Linked DNA regions of Mus musculus: region 2 is linked to region 1. The links are chromatin contacts, called in public Hi-C maps. All regions are on one chromosome and are shown on one strand. Each heading gives the region's core, a stretch centred on a gene start, on an enhancer-like site or on the middle of the called end of the contact. The rest is flanking DNA. Distances are from core to core; before and after follow the strand shown.

Region 1 (6,681 bases), core at 3,064-5,563:
AAAGTTGGCATTCTGTTCTTGTGGCTGTCTTCTTTTAGGTTTGTTGAGGGATTATCTTCTTGTTTTTTCTAGGGCGTGGTTCCCGTCCTTGTATTGTTTTTTTTCTGTTATTATCCTTTGAAGGGCTGGATTCGTGGAGAGATAATGGGTGAATTTAGTTTTGTCGTGGAATACTTTGGTTTCTCCATCTATGGTAATTGAGAGTTTGGCTGGGTATAGTAGCCTGGGCTGGCATTTGTGTTCTCTTAGTGTCTGTATAACATCTGTCCAGGCTCTTCTGGCTTTCATAGTCTCTGGTGAAAAATCTGGTGTAATTCTGATAGGCTTGCCTTTATATGTTACTTGACCTTTTTCCCTTACTGCTTTTAGTATTCTATCTTTATTTAGTGCATTTGGTGTTCTGATTATTATGTGTCGGGAGGAATTTCTTTTCTGGTCCAGTCTATTTGGAGTTCTGTAGGCTTCTTGTATGATCATGGGCATCTCTTTCTTTAGATTTGGGAAGTTTTCTTCAATAATTTTGTTGAAGATGTTTGCTGGTCCTTTTAGTTGAAAATCTTCATTCTCATCCACTCCTATTATCCGTAGGTTTGGTCTTCTCATTGTGTCCTGGATTTCCTGGATGTTTTGAGTTAGGATCTTTTTGCATTTTCCATTTTCTTTGATTGTTGTGCCGATGTTCTCTATGGAGTCTTCTGCACCTGAGATTCTCTCTTCCATCTCTTGTATTCTGTTGCTGATGCTGGCATCTATGGTTCCAGATTTCTTTCCTAGGGTTTCTATCTCCAGCGTCGCCTCACTTTGGGTTTTCTTTATTGTGTCTACTTCCCTTTTTAGGTCTAGTATGGTTTTGTTCATTTCCATCACCTGTTTGGATGTGTTTTCCTGTTTTTCTATAAGGACTTCTACCTGTTTGGTTGTGTTTTCCTGTTTTTCTTTAAGGACTTGTAACTCTTTAGCAGTGTTTTCCTGTTTTTCTTTAAGGACTTGTAACTCTTTAGCAGTGTTCTCCTGTATTTCTTTAAGTGAGTTATTGAATTCCTTCTTTATGTCCTCTACCATCATCATGAGATATGCTTTTAAATCCAGGTCTACCTTTTCAGGTGTGTTAGGGTGTCCTGGATTGGGCGAAGTGGGCGTTCTGGGTTCTGATGATGGTGAGTGGTCCTGGCTTCTGTTAGTAGGATTCTTACGTTTACCTTTCGCCATCTGGCAATCTCTGGAGTTAGTTGTTATAGTTGTCTTTGTTAAGAGATTGTTCCTCTGTTGATTTTGTTACCCTCTATCAGCAGGCGTGGGAGACAAGCTCTCTTCTCTGAGTTTCAGTGGTCAGAGCAGTCTCTGTAGGCAAGCTCTCCTCTTTCAGGGAAGGTGTACAGTTATCTGGTGTTTGGACCTCCTCCTGGCTGAAGGTGAAGGCCCAAAACAGGATCTTTCCCAGAAGCTGTGTTGCTTTGGCCAGGAAGGTGGCCAGTTGTCTGGAGTCGAAGATGTCGCCGCCTGAGAAGCTCTGTGGCTCTTGTCCGGAAGGAGGCCGGCCGTCTGGAGCTGAGGATGGCACTGCCTCAGAAGCTCTGTGGCTCTTGCCGGGAAGGTGGCTGGTTGTCTGGAGCTGAAGATGGCGCCGCCCAGAAGCTCTGCGACTCTCGCCCGTCCCAGAAACGGCTGGCACTCTGTATTCCACACGGTCACCCGTGCAGCCTGCCCTCCGCGGAGTCCCGGAGCCAAGAAGGCTCCCGCCGGCGCCTGTGCCACAAACCTCTCAGGCCGGGCAGACCCCCATGCTCTCACCAGGAAGGTGGCCGGCTGTCTGGAGCTGAAGATGGCGCCGCCCAGAAGCTCTGCGACTCTCGCCCGTCCCAGAAACGGCTGGCACTCTGTATTCCACACGGTCACCCGTGCTCCGCGGAGTCCCGGAGCCAAGAAGGCTCCCGCCGGCGCCTGTGCCACAAACCTCTCAGGCCTGGCAGACCCCCGTGCTCTCACCAGGAAGGTGGCCGGCTATCTGGAGCTGAAGATGGCGCCCACCATGGAATCTAGGCTTTTTAATATAAGTAATTTCTAACTTAAAAAATTTTTTTTTACTTACTTAAATTATATTAATTTTATTGTAATTTATTAATTATTTAATTATTAAATACATTATTAAATTAGGTTAAATTAAAAATATTTACTTAAAAGTTAAAAAAAAAAACCCTTTCGATGTTCATGTTAAAGAAAGTAAGTAATGAGAAGAAAGCTCCTAGAGGTTCTGTTTCAGTCTAACCTTAGAGAGAAATTAGATGTAATTAATAAGAAATACATACATTTTTAAATTCAGCTCCAGTGATCATTCTCTCCTGCGATCAGGCCACCAAGCTTATCATTTAAATGATTTTCACTTAGCATTTCCATTTAAAGAGGGCTCTGCTGCTGAAGTCAGAAGTGAATGCTGTAGTCATCTTTCAACTGGTGCCAGCCCCATTTTCATCAATCCCTTTTCAGTCACCTCCTTCTGTGACCTTAAAACAATTATAGGAGGTGTCTCTCCACACATTCAGCTCAGCATCCAGAGCCACGTGGCCCTGACAAGGCACCCTAGCCAAACACAGGTGTCCATGATGGGAACACTTAAGTGAAGAGACTTCCCTCAGACATGCCAACCCTCACAGTTCTTTGGAGATCCCAGCCAATTGTAAGCATTTCTGTTAAGCAGATAGGAATTCTGCCTACAGGAGAGCACATATGTGGCTCTACTCAGGAGAGTGTGTGGTCTGTGGGCCGGCCAGAGGGCTTGTTCCAAGTAGATGGGCTTGGCCTCTTCTCCATGCCCTCTTCCTCTTTCCCCTGGTACTTTGCAGGCTGAGTTCTTAACATCCAGTTTCTGTCTAAGCTTTTTCAGTTTGGGTTCACCTTTCCTGCTGATGTCTTTGATGAAAGTCCTGAAGTACAGAGCTCCTCTACTCAGGTCAGAGAAACTAAATGAAGTTTGAGAGACCTAACAAAAGCAGGACTTACCCTTGTGCTCCTTCCAGCTCACACCACACACACACACACACACACACACACACACACACTTATACATGTAAAAACACATGTACCACATACACACATGCATGTAGGCACACTAATGTGCACACAAATACACACTCTTCATATGCACAAAACACAAACATAGCACATACAAATTCACACACATAACGTACTGTGCACACAAACATATATACACATATACCACACTACACACACACCAGTTATACATGTAAAAACATAGGTACCACATATACATGTGTATAGGTACTTACATGCTTTAATGTGCACACACATACACAAAAATACACACACACACTTCATATGCACAATATACAAATATACCACATACAACATATACAACAAACACACAAACATAACACACACTGCATGCACACACTATGTACTACATGTACATCATAGTATACTACACACATACATACCCACTACACACATACATACCACTCCACACACACACACACACACACACACACCTTCCTGCATGAAGCCTATTCATCTCAAGGCTTCCTCTGACCCCTGTTATTTTAGAATGTTCAAAATCCTTTCTCAGTCACACTATTTATAGACTTTTGGGGTCATTGAAAGGCAAACATCATTAAACTCTTTTCCATGGGGCTGTAAAGAGATGGGCTTCTTAGGGGTACTTAATATAAAATTTGTAAAACTTTTAAATATACCAAAAACTTCCCAACAGTTGAATCCAATCTAAGGTTCCTTCAAACCACACACCACTGAGCTATGGGTGGTGACAGATTGTATGCACAGCAAGCAATGGAATGCCCCCAACAGCCCCTGGTGCAAGAAGAGCTCTGTGGATTTTCCCCTAATGCAGTGGGTGGATGGGGCTGCATCCTGATGTAGTCTTCTGCCTTCTGGACCACAAGGGCTGGGGACACAGAACAGTTGTCCCTGAGATCTAACTACACTGAGAAGGCTCCACCACTTTCTTTCTAAGACACGTGTGCTTACATTTCCTGACTTTTTTTTTTTTTCTGTTGTCATAATGTTCCCTTCTTTTAGCAGGCAAAGGCAATAGTTGGTTGTAAGAAGTGTTGTGCTTTACTGAACTGGCTGTTCTGTAAGAGCTCAGAACTCTGGATCGATGTCAGAACCAGTGTTAGCTTCTTGTGAAGCGTGACGGCGGAGCTCACTGCCGGAAGACGAGAACGAGAGTCTGTAGACCCAGCTGGAGAGTGTCTGGGGCAGAGTCTGGCACCACACAACAGCATGTTCTCCAGGGAGTGAGGCCTCCATTTCCAAGGGGAGCTTCCAGAAAGTGAGAGGATGAGCTGGTGGAGGATCACCAGCCACTTCTCTTCCCCAGCAGCCAGCTGCAGAGAGGCTCTCCTGGAACTCAAGATAATAAAACCAGCAAGCGGGGGGTCAACTGCTGCCCCCGTCCTGAGGCAGCTGCTGGTGTCACAGATCTGTTCTGCAGCTGTCAGCTTAGAGGGTCACCCAGTAGAACATCCTGTCACAAGAAGCTCTCAAGGCCGTTGGCAGGTTTTTTTCCTGAAAAGTTACTGCACTTTTTGTTTTCTTCTAAGCAAACTTTATTTGCCTGATTTTTTTTTTCTCACTGAACATAGACTTTCTGTCCTTGTACACCTAGGCTTTAAATACCCTTGGGGAGAGCTCTCAGCTGGCATCTGGGTGGGTGGCGGGGAGCTTTCAGGTCAGACTGCCCCAGGATCTACCCCGAAGTGAGAAAAATGATTTGGGCTAAGTTTCTCCATTTTGGGTTAAAGGCTCTGTGGAGAATTCTCCCTTGGCCTGAGTGGCCTTTCCTGGGCAGACTGAAGATGGAGTGCAGGCTGGCCAACTGATGTCTAGATCAAACTCGCAGGAAACCTCAATCCCTTGGGCAGCTGAACTCTCACTATCTGAGACCAGCTAGGATTATTTTCTTACTTCATTTAATCAGTCAGTTGATAGTTTGACAGATGAGGTCATTGTGTCCAGTGTGAAGTAGAGTGAAAATTATGCAGTAGTTTAGACCACAGCTTGGTTTATCACCCCCAGTGCACGCAGCACTCCTAACGAGATCATTATTGGGCTCTGATGGAAAGAAATGTTCAGTTCCCAGGTGCCCATGCTTTCTGGAATAGATTGAGTGAAGTTCGCTCTTCCTCAAGCTGGGAAATGACGTTCTCAGGGTTTCCTTTCAACATGTCTGCTCCAAGGCAAAAACTTCACTGATTAATACTTTCCAGGGACAAGGAGCTGGCGAGGAAGACTGGCCGAGCTTTATCATCCGACTGTCCATCAAACTGCTATCATCATTACCATACTCAGAGTAGTCAAGTAATCAGACAAGTTCCAGACGTGCAGAATTGACAGAGAGTCTGGGAATTAGTCCCACTTTAAGAAATGTCCTTAACATAATATTTTTTCTGTGGTGCTTTTTAATCAATTGTGTGTGTGTGGGTTGGGGCACAGTATTGCTATATGGTTCAGGCTACCTTGAAGTCATAGCAATCCTACTGCTTCAGTTTTCTCACTGGTGGGATTAAAGGCATGTATCTCTAAACTGCCCTTTAATTTAACATGTTACCCAGGATAGTACACAGGATTTTCTTTGTGACTTCTCCATCTTCATTTTCACAGGTCCTATTTTTGTCGTAGTTATTATTTATCGTTTGACAGCATCTCACTACATAGCTTCAGCTGGCCTCAGATTTACAGTCCTCCTGCCTCAGTCTCCTAACTGCTTGGGGTCACAGCTTGGCATCCTATGTCTGGCTCTATTGATTTATTTTTTTCTGTTAAAAATGAAGAAAAAATTAAAGCACTGATTGTGTTACAAAAATTGAGCAAGAATATCTGTAGTGAGAATTTTGGTTTCTTGTTTGTTTGTTTGGTTTGGTTTGGTTTTTTTGGTTTTTCGAGACAGGGTTTCTCTGTATAGTTCTGGCTGTCCTGGAACTCACTCTGTAGACCAGGCTGGCCTCGAACTCAGAAATTTGCCTGCCTCTGCCTCCCAAGTGCTGGGATTAAAGGCGTGTGCCACCACACCCGGCGAATTTTGGTTTCTTTAAACATAGAAATGTTATGTGAATGTGTTTCTGTTTTAATCCCAGGTATGGATATGAGGCTGCTTCAGATCATGCACAGAAGCTAACTCTGATTTCTTACATGCTGTAGCCTGGGCGTGATTCTGCTAGCTGAAGACAGTTTATGTTTGGAATTCTGGGGACTCTTAAGTGGGTATAAAACGCCAGAGCCCCTAGGGACTGTGGTGGCTGCTGCTCCCGGCAGTTCCTGCTACTTCCTGCTGCTGCTTTTGCTGTTTAGTGGATTCCTGGTTGCTGGTTGAAGATATCCAGATGATGATGATGATGATGATGATGATGAAGATTGGACCTGCACCAAGGACCTCAACACCCCTAAACAACAGGAAGTGGTTTAAGAATTCCAATGTCCCCTTTCTTCTCTCACCTTCTCTCTCTCCTACTACCTAGTGTCAGGGGATTGGAAGGGATAAGGGAGGCGAAGGATAGTAGGGAAAACAACTCAATAAAGTACCCAAAAGTATGGTTACAAATGTCTGCAATTCTCACTGAGTAATTTGGATCTGCTTGACAGCTGGTGGTATGGTTGGAAGGGGTGGGGTCTTTAGGAAGTGGGACCTCCATTCTCCTTTTATGTTCA
Region 2 (6,681 bases), core at 1,124-3,623, 130 kb before region 1:
ACCCCTTCCAGCATCCACCTGTCTCAGCTCCCAAACTGGAGTTACAGGCGTCCTGATTTCACATGGTCCCTATACCCACAACAAGAATTTTACCCACACTAAGTCTCTCCCCCAGTCCAACTTAACAGGCTTTGTGAGAATTCCATGAAGTTAAGATGACAACAGTGCTCATGGTAGCAGTGGTTGGTAACACTATGTATGCATCAACTGCGCACCAGGCACTGGCCCTGCATGCAGATGTTGCTTGCACCCTAATTACTAGAGATAACCCTGTTTGACAGCCCATCTAGATTCATCTTGATGGACCAGGAAATGGGAGCACGGCAGAGTTAACAGTCTGAGTCCGTACTGCTGGGAAACAGCCTGACTCTTGGTTACACCAGAGAGAGAGAGAGAGAGAGGGAGAGAGAGGGAGAGAGAAGGAGAGAGAGAGAAAGAGAGAGAGGGCAGTTTGGAGGAGTGGACCCAGGAGACATACAGAGTCACGTTGGAATCCCCACTCTATGTTGGAAGTGCCATCAAGTCAACAATGTTAGGGATAATCAGATAACCTGCCTTTTGGGGCATTTAAAAACTGATCCTAAGCCGGGCGTGGTGGCGCATGCCTTTAATCCTAGCACTTGGGAGGCAGAGGCAGGCAGATTTCTGAGTTCGAGGCCAGCCTGGTCTACAGAGTGAGTTCCAGGACAGCCAGGGCTACACAGAGAAACCCTGTCTCGAAAAACAAAACAAAACAAAACAAACAAACAAACAAACAAACAAAAACCTGATCCTAAGTGTGGCATCTCCCTGTTTAAGTGAGGGGAAGGAAAGACAGCAGAATTCATAGCTCATTGCTGTCTCCATCTACTTTCCTTTGAAACTCTCTAGCCATGTCTTGAGTGAAAGCCCTAGCTAGAACGACCACTCTGAGGACGTGGCATTACCTGGGAGACCAAGACCAAATTGGTCATTTGGTGGGAAGCCTTTTCAGTTAAGTTTGGAAGGAGAAACACCAGAGCCCGGGATCTTGGATTATTTTGTTGCAAGCTTGTTTGGCTGGGGTCACAGTACAATATGCTACTTCATTGAACATTATATTTAGAACTGTCAGAATTGTGCGACAGGTACCATAGTCCAGGCCAAAAACAAGGACAATTTTTGTTCCACATTTATTTTGATTTAAATAATCATTTCCAGCTGTAAAAGAAAGACAATCCTGTGATAGGTACCACCCTGCAGCTGACATTTATTCTATTAAACACTGCTACAGACAATCTCCTGGTATTCGGAAGTGTTTGTTACTTTTCTATTGCTATGTTACTTATGCTACTTCTGTTACTTCTATGAGGCAACTCATAGAAGGAAGGTTTTATTTGTGCTTACAGTTCCAGAGAGCTCAGAGTCCATCACAGTGGGGAAGGTTGACCATTCTCATCCAAACCACCACACTTGGGAAGTTTGGCGAGCTGCTAAAGTGCTTGCTCACAGGGCCTCTAAAACCTCAAAATGCACCTTCACTTGTTCTGGAATCTTCTGTGAATTGAGGCCCTTGGACCCAAGTTAGATGTATTAACTCCTACTGGATCGATTAGCTCATAGAACATCTATGCCCTGGCACACACCATCTGGTGGTCTGTCTCATGGCCAGCAGCAGACCTGGGCTGCCACTCAAATACGAGGCTTGCTCATGAGCAGTGAACACTTGGCTTGGTGGTGACTGTCGGTAGAGCCCTTTTCAGAGTAGAGCATTCCAGGGAACTGCCCTCTACAACTACAGCTTTGCAGGCTCAGTTTACCCCATAACCCTGCCTTGCTCCTGCCCCTCCCCCTCCCTTGCCTCTGCCCCACCTAGCTTCTTCCATTTCAGGGCACCTGGCCCAGGCACGGTCTATCCAGATGGTGGCAGATGGCTGGTCCTCAGACCAATGACTGGCAGACTCATTGGCGTCTAGCCATGGAGGGAGGCGACAGTTTCTAAATAAGTTGAGAAGAGGCCACTGCTTTCTTTACCTTGGGAGCACAGACCTCAAGCCCAAGCTTGTAAAAGCCAGGACCCCAAGGTCCTGAATACCATGGCAATCCTGGATGCTGGAGGCAATGCTTCTGGGCGCTGAGGAGGAGGGGTGTCTACAGCTTTCTCTTTCAGTGGCTCTCTTCTTCCTTAGCTGATGCTTCCCGACACTTCCCTCAGTCTTGGTATCTTAGCCCTCTCCTAGGCTAAGACTTTTTCATTCATCACAGATGCCTGGCTTCCCCGCCCCCCCACCCCCCAATCCCTTCTTAGTCTTTCTTTCACTTTCAAGTTTTCATTGGCTCACAGTTGTGTGAGAAAGAAAGAGTGAGTGATTCACTGGGTTGCCTGGCTGAGGGGTGAGATCACTGCTGCCCCTGCAGAGAGTGGGTGCTGTGTGCTAGCCTGGAGACTGAAGAAAGCAAGCGGAGGACCGCTCTCCCCAGAAGACCATCTGGCTGAGACAGCCGAATGCTAATCTGTAGCTTTCATTTCCTTTATTCCTCTTGGTTTGTTCTCTTCATCTGCAGCTGTACATTCAGACCCAGCCCCTGTGAAGGCAAGCGCTCATTTGGGGAGCATGTTTATTTGCCCCCCCACCCCCCATGCTTCTTCTAGGTGTCGGGAAGCCATTGTTATCAATGGTGGGTTCTATGTGGCTTTAATGTCAGTGCTGCACTTTCAGATGGAAATCAGGCAATTATGTGCCACATAGAGAAACCTGACAGATGCAGAGGTTTTACACAGCTGGCCCTGTCTGTGGGACAAAGGCACCTGGTGCTCCCCCGAGGGATCATTACATAAGTAGAATATGTTTTGAGAGCACAGAAAAACTCAAGAATAATTAACTGTGGGGTGAGCATTCATAGACTCTGGGGCTGTGTTAACTTCAAAATGTGATAATGATATGTCAACCAACTGGCTGAATCATTCTTTAAAGGTGGCTTGAGAGACTCTGTCTCCCAAAGAGAAACTGCTCTGAGTTTCTGCATGGTGCAGTCCGAAAATTTTCAGAGGATTCTGAATTCTTTCCCCTCAGGGGTTCAACTTGATGTGAGGTGAGGAGGAAATGACAGCAGTTCCATGTCTGCATTCAGTGGGGTCTAATGATGGCACTCTCTTAGATCTTAGTGGCCTATCTAAGCCATCAGCATCTACCCAGGAACTTGGGTTCACATATATAGCAGGACCATTGTGGTACCCAGCTGAAGTCCTTTGAGCATTACACAGGTATGGTTTTTAGCCACACTGCGCAGACAGGAAACTGAGGTACAGACCTAGGACTTGGCCTTCAGACCCACCCTACCCCAACTCTGATCTTAGCTCTCAGCCATTGGCTAGAGCCGTCTCTGTGTTGGAAGCAGAGACTGTACTCCTGACACAGCAGCTCCAGTCAGATATGTGCTGTCAAGAACAGAACAGGAGAGACCTAAAGAAAAGTTACAGTGTGATTTTTCACTGGAGACGTCCAGCTATTAAAAGAGACTGAAACATGAAGTCCCAGCTTTAAGTGTTCCAGCATACATTTATAGTTTACCACAGGCTACGGTGTCCCCAGGTCTAGTCAGGGCTCCTGTTGGCTGTGGAGCAAATACTTAGAGGTTTTTTGACCCTTTGACTCCAGCAGACCCTGGAGTCTCCCCCAGATCCCTGAGCTGTGGTTTTAGATTATGCACAGCTGTGGCAGTTTAGAACAGAAAAATATAGGGGATTCTGTAACTCTCAGAAAAAATGATTCTAAAAATACAATATTTGTATTTATCCTTTGAGAATTTCATACATGTATAAAATATGTCTTGGTCATATTCACCCCCCACTCTATCCCAAAAGTAATTTTTAAACTCAGCATATGATAAACAAATTAAGCAGGTTTACGCAGGGCTCTTACTCCCTTTGCAAAGCTACAAATGCCAATTTTGAAAGACTGTGAAGCCCTGTTTTAGAGACATTGTATAAATCTACCAAAACTGGACACATTAGGAACAAAACAGATTTGCAAGTGGTAAATAAACAGTATGCAGTCATAATCTCCCCGTCCTCATGTGTTTTCCTCTGTGCTAAGTAGAGAGACAGTGGAGGCCATTCAGAGCCTCACCATTGTCAGTGTCATTAGTGATGGGAAGCTGGACACTGCACGTGTACCTTTCCCATCTCGACTGAATGTGCCCATCTCAAGGCATTATTGTACGATGCCAGCATCACCTGTTTTAAAATATTCTTAGTGTCTTACTAGGCCTCAGGGATGATGCCCCTATATACTATAACTTGTTGGGCTCTCATTTGGGCAGGTATGTTGGTAAGACTTTATGGGTGTGGCTTCTTATGTTACTAGGAAACACAGTCTCACAGAAAACTCCCTGTTCCTCTGGCTCTTACAGTCTTTCCACCCCAGCTTCTGCAGTGTTCCCTGAGCTGTAGGTGGGGAGTGTTTTATAGATGCATCCTTTGCGATTTGGCTCCAGAATTCTGATTTATGGGGTTTTTTAGTGGGCTCCATCTGTTGCAAAGAGAAATGTCCCTGATAAGGAGTATAGCAACACTAACTTACCTGTAAGTATACATATGTCTATAGATTGTTGTTTTGAATCATGCTGGTTTAGTAAATTAGTGGTTGTAGAGTTTCCTCCAAGAACCAAGATTTCGCTAGCACTGAGTAGTTAGCTAGGTTACCACTACCAGGCATGGCTTCCCTCCTGTTGAGTGGGTCTTAAATCCAACTTAGAGAGTTGTTGGTTACAACCAAGGTGTGTGTGCCACTACTGTATCCTTAGGGCTATTATTGTGGCATTCTAGCTGGTTTTTTTGTGTTCCTTCCACCTTCTTCTGATTTACCTCCCAGCCTAGCTCCAGGTGGAGAATGACTCATTAGAGCACCCAACACCCTCCTCTGGCCTATGGCCCCACACACATGTACATCGACCACACATCCACATGTGTAACATCCCCTTCCACACACCCAACACACAAAGTCTAACCATCTAGAAGTACAAGGTTAGAGAACTCATGGTGAGAGACCCCTAGCCAGTTTCTAGCTACTTTTGTAGTGGGGCCAACATGAAATACTCAGAAACAAAGGGGGAGAGCCTCCAGAGGACTCTAGCCCAGCCAACATGGTTATAACCACACATAAATTCTACCTGGGAACTCCCAGCTAAGCCTAATCAGCCTACAGAGCGAGAAGAGAATTATGCACTGTGGTTCTAGCCACTGAATTTAAGGTAGCAAATGATATAATTTAGACAACTTGAAGACATTTTTCTGACACATCAGGATTTAGCTCCTCATTAATGAACTCTGTAGACTGCAGTCTTGCATAATAACTTCAAGCAGTTTATATGAATAAACTTTTGCCACTACATACTGTGATGGGTCAATAGATCCCTGGAACTGGGATCACTATGAGAGGAAAAATACATTATGACTTGGAATTATTTTTTTCCTCTGTTCAAGCCATCCACTTCCTTGTATGTTATGTGTTTATTTTATTAGGGTTACTATTAGGGTTATTATGAAGGTTGGTGACTTAGGTCAGCAGGTAAAGGCCCTGGGTGTCAAGTCTGATAACCTGAGTTTGATTTCCAGGGCCAACATAGTAGAAGGGGGGAACCAGTTTCCAAAAGTCCTCTGTGTCCACACACGAGCGCGCGCACGCAAACACACACTGAAACTGAAAATCAAACTAAAACATAAAACCAGGAAGAAAAATATCCCCAACCTTCAAAAAAAAAAAAAAAAAAAAAAAACCACACACACACACACACACACACACAAACAAAACCAACCAACCAAACTAGACACACAAAAATATGGAGTCCATTTTGTATGGACATGGGACCTTCTCTAGAATGTGGTTGGTATTCAATGACACTCTGCAGAAGAAAATTGATTTTCTCTTTCAGTGGACGCCAGTGGATATCAACACCATGCTCTTAAACTTTGTAACCAAAATAGTGAATTTCACTACCTGGGATTGCAAAGATAATTTTAGTCATTCTTGTTTTAAACTTTTTCCCTGAAGATTCATCCTTATTTTCTCGTGTGAATTTTTAGTTTTTCACTTTTTGCATTTCAAATATCCTGGTGGCATCTTCTCATTGGTCTTGGGGAAATACAGCTAAAACTCCCTTTCAAAACCCTGGCTCATAAAGGAGATGCCTGTTGCTAGGCAGGGTTGTGACTATGAATATTTAGTTTAAGATAAACTCAATCGATCTTGTGATTTTATTTTCCAGACTTGTTGAAAATGAAATAAAAAAATTTTTTAAGTCCTATTATATTGGGTCATTTCAAGGAAGAAAAAAGTAAAGACTTTTTTGGAGGCAAGAGAAAGCATTTTCTAACAGTAAGTGAGATGGGCACACTGTCTGCTGGGTACTTTTTACCTCTGTGTGTACATAAGAATCAAGGACGTAAAGATTTCAGACTTTTCATAGGGGTTTCTAGAGAGCTAAAGGGAGATCGTTTTTAAAGTGTGTGGTCACAGTGAGGCATTGCAGGATGTTTGAAGTGTCCAAGGTATTGTCTCATTTGTCATTGGTGCGAGTCTTAAGGTTTGTTTTTTGTGGGATTCCCTGCCCGCTCCCACCATGGAGGAGTTTGCCCACAGAATCCTTAACAAAGAATTTGCACAAGACAACTCAGGACTGAGCTCATAGAAATGAATCAGGGATGGTGGGATTTTGGCTTGT

What was found. A called contact is a pair of places that touch in the nucleus more often than the background predicts.
Region 2: a Hi-C map of muscle stem cells shows a contact between it and region 1, with 1.8 times the contacts expected there. The contact joins two enhancer-like sites. A contact is called at or near these places in 1 of 484 Hi-C or Micro-C datasets (muscle stem cells), 2 of 115 datasets of contacts at active chromatin or transcription factors (embryonic stem cells and large pre-B cells) and 1 of 9 other capture datasets (embryonic stem cells).

The regions. Positions count from the first base shown.
Region 1 is chr14:62,256,938-62,263,618 of GRCm38.p6, reverse strand. No RefSeq gene overlaps it. Among named protein-coding and RNA genes, the nearest start is that of Dleu7, 33 kb to the left of the region's middle. Within about 2 kb of position 4,313, at least 22 of the 459 cell types and tissues checked have an H3K27ac peak or open chromatin away from gene starts, as enhancers often do. A contact at or near this core is called in muscle stem cells, where this site is marked.
Region 2 is chr14:62,385,328-62,392,008 of GRCm38.p6, reverse strand. All of the region lies in intron 2 of Gm46457 (a long non-coding RNA gene), which reads right to left. It also overlaps a transcript of Gucy1b2 not described here. Among named protein-coding and RNA genes, the nearest start is that of Gm46457, 9.5 kb to the right of the region's middle. Within about 2 kb of position 2,373, at least 91 of the 459 cell types and tissues checked have an H3K27ac peak or open chromatin away from gene starts, as enhancers often do. A contact at or near this core is called in muscle stem cells, where this site is marked.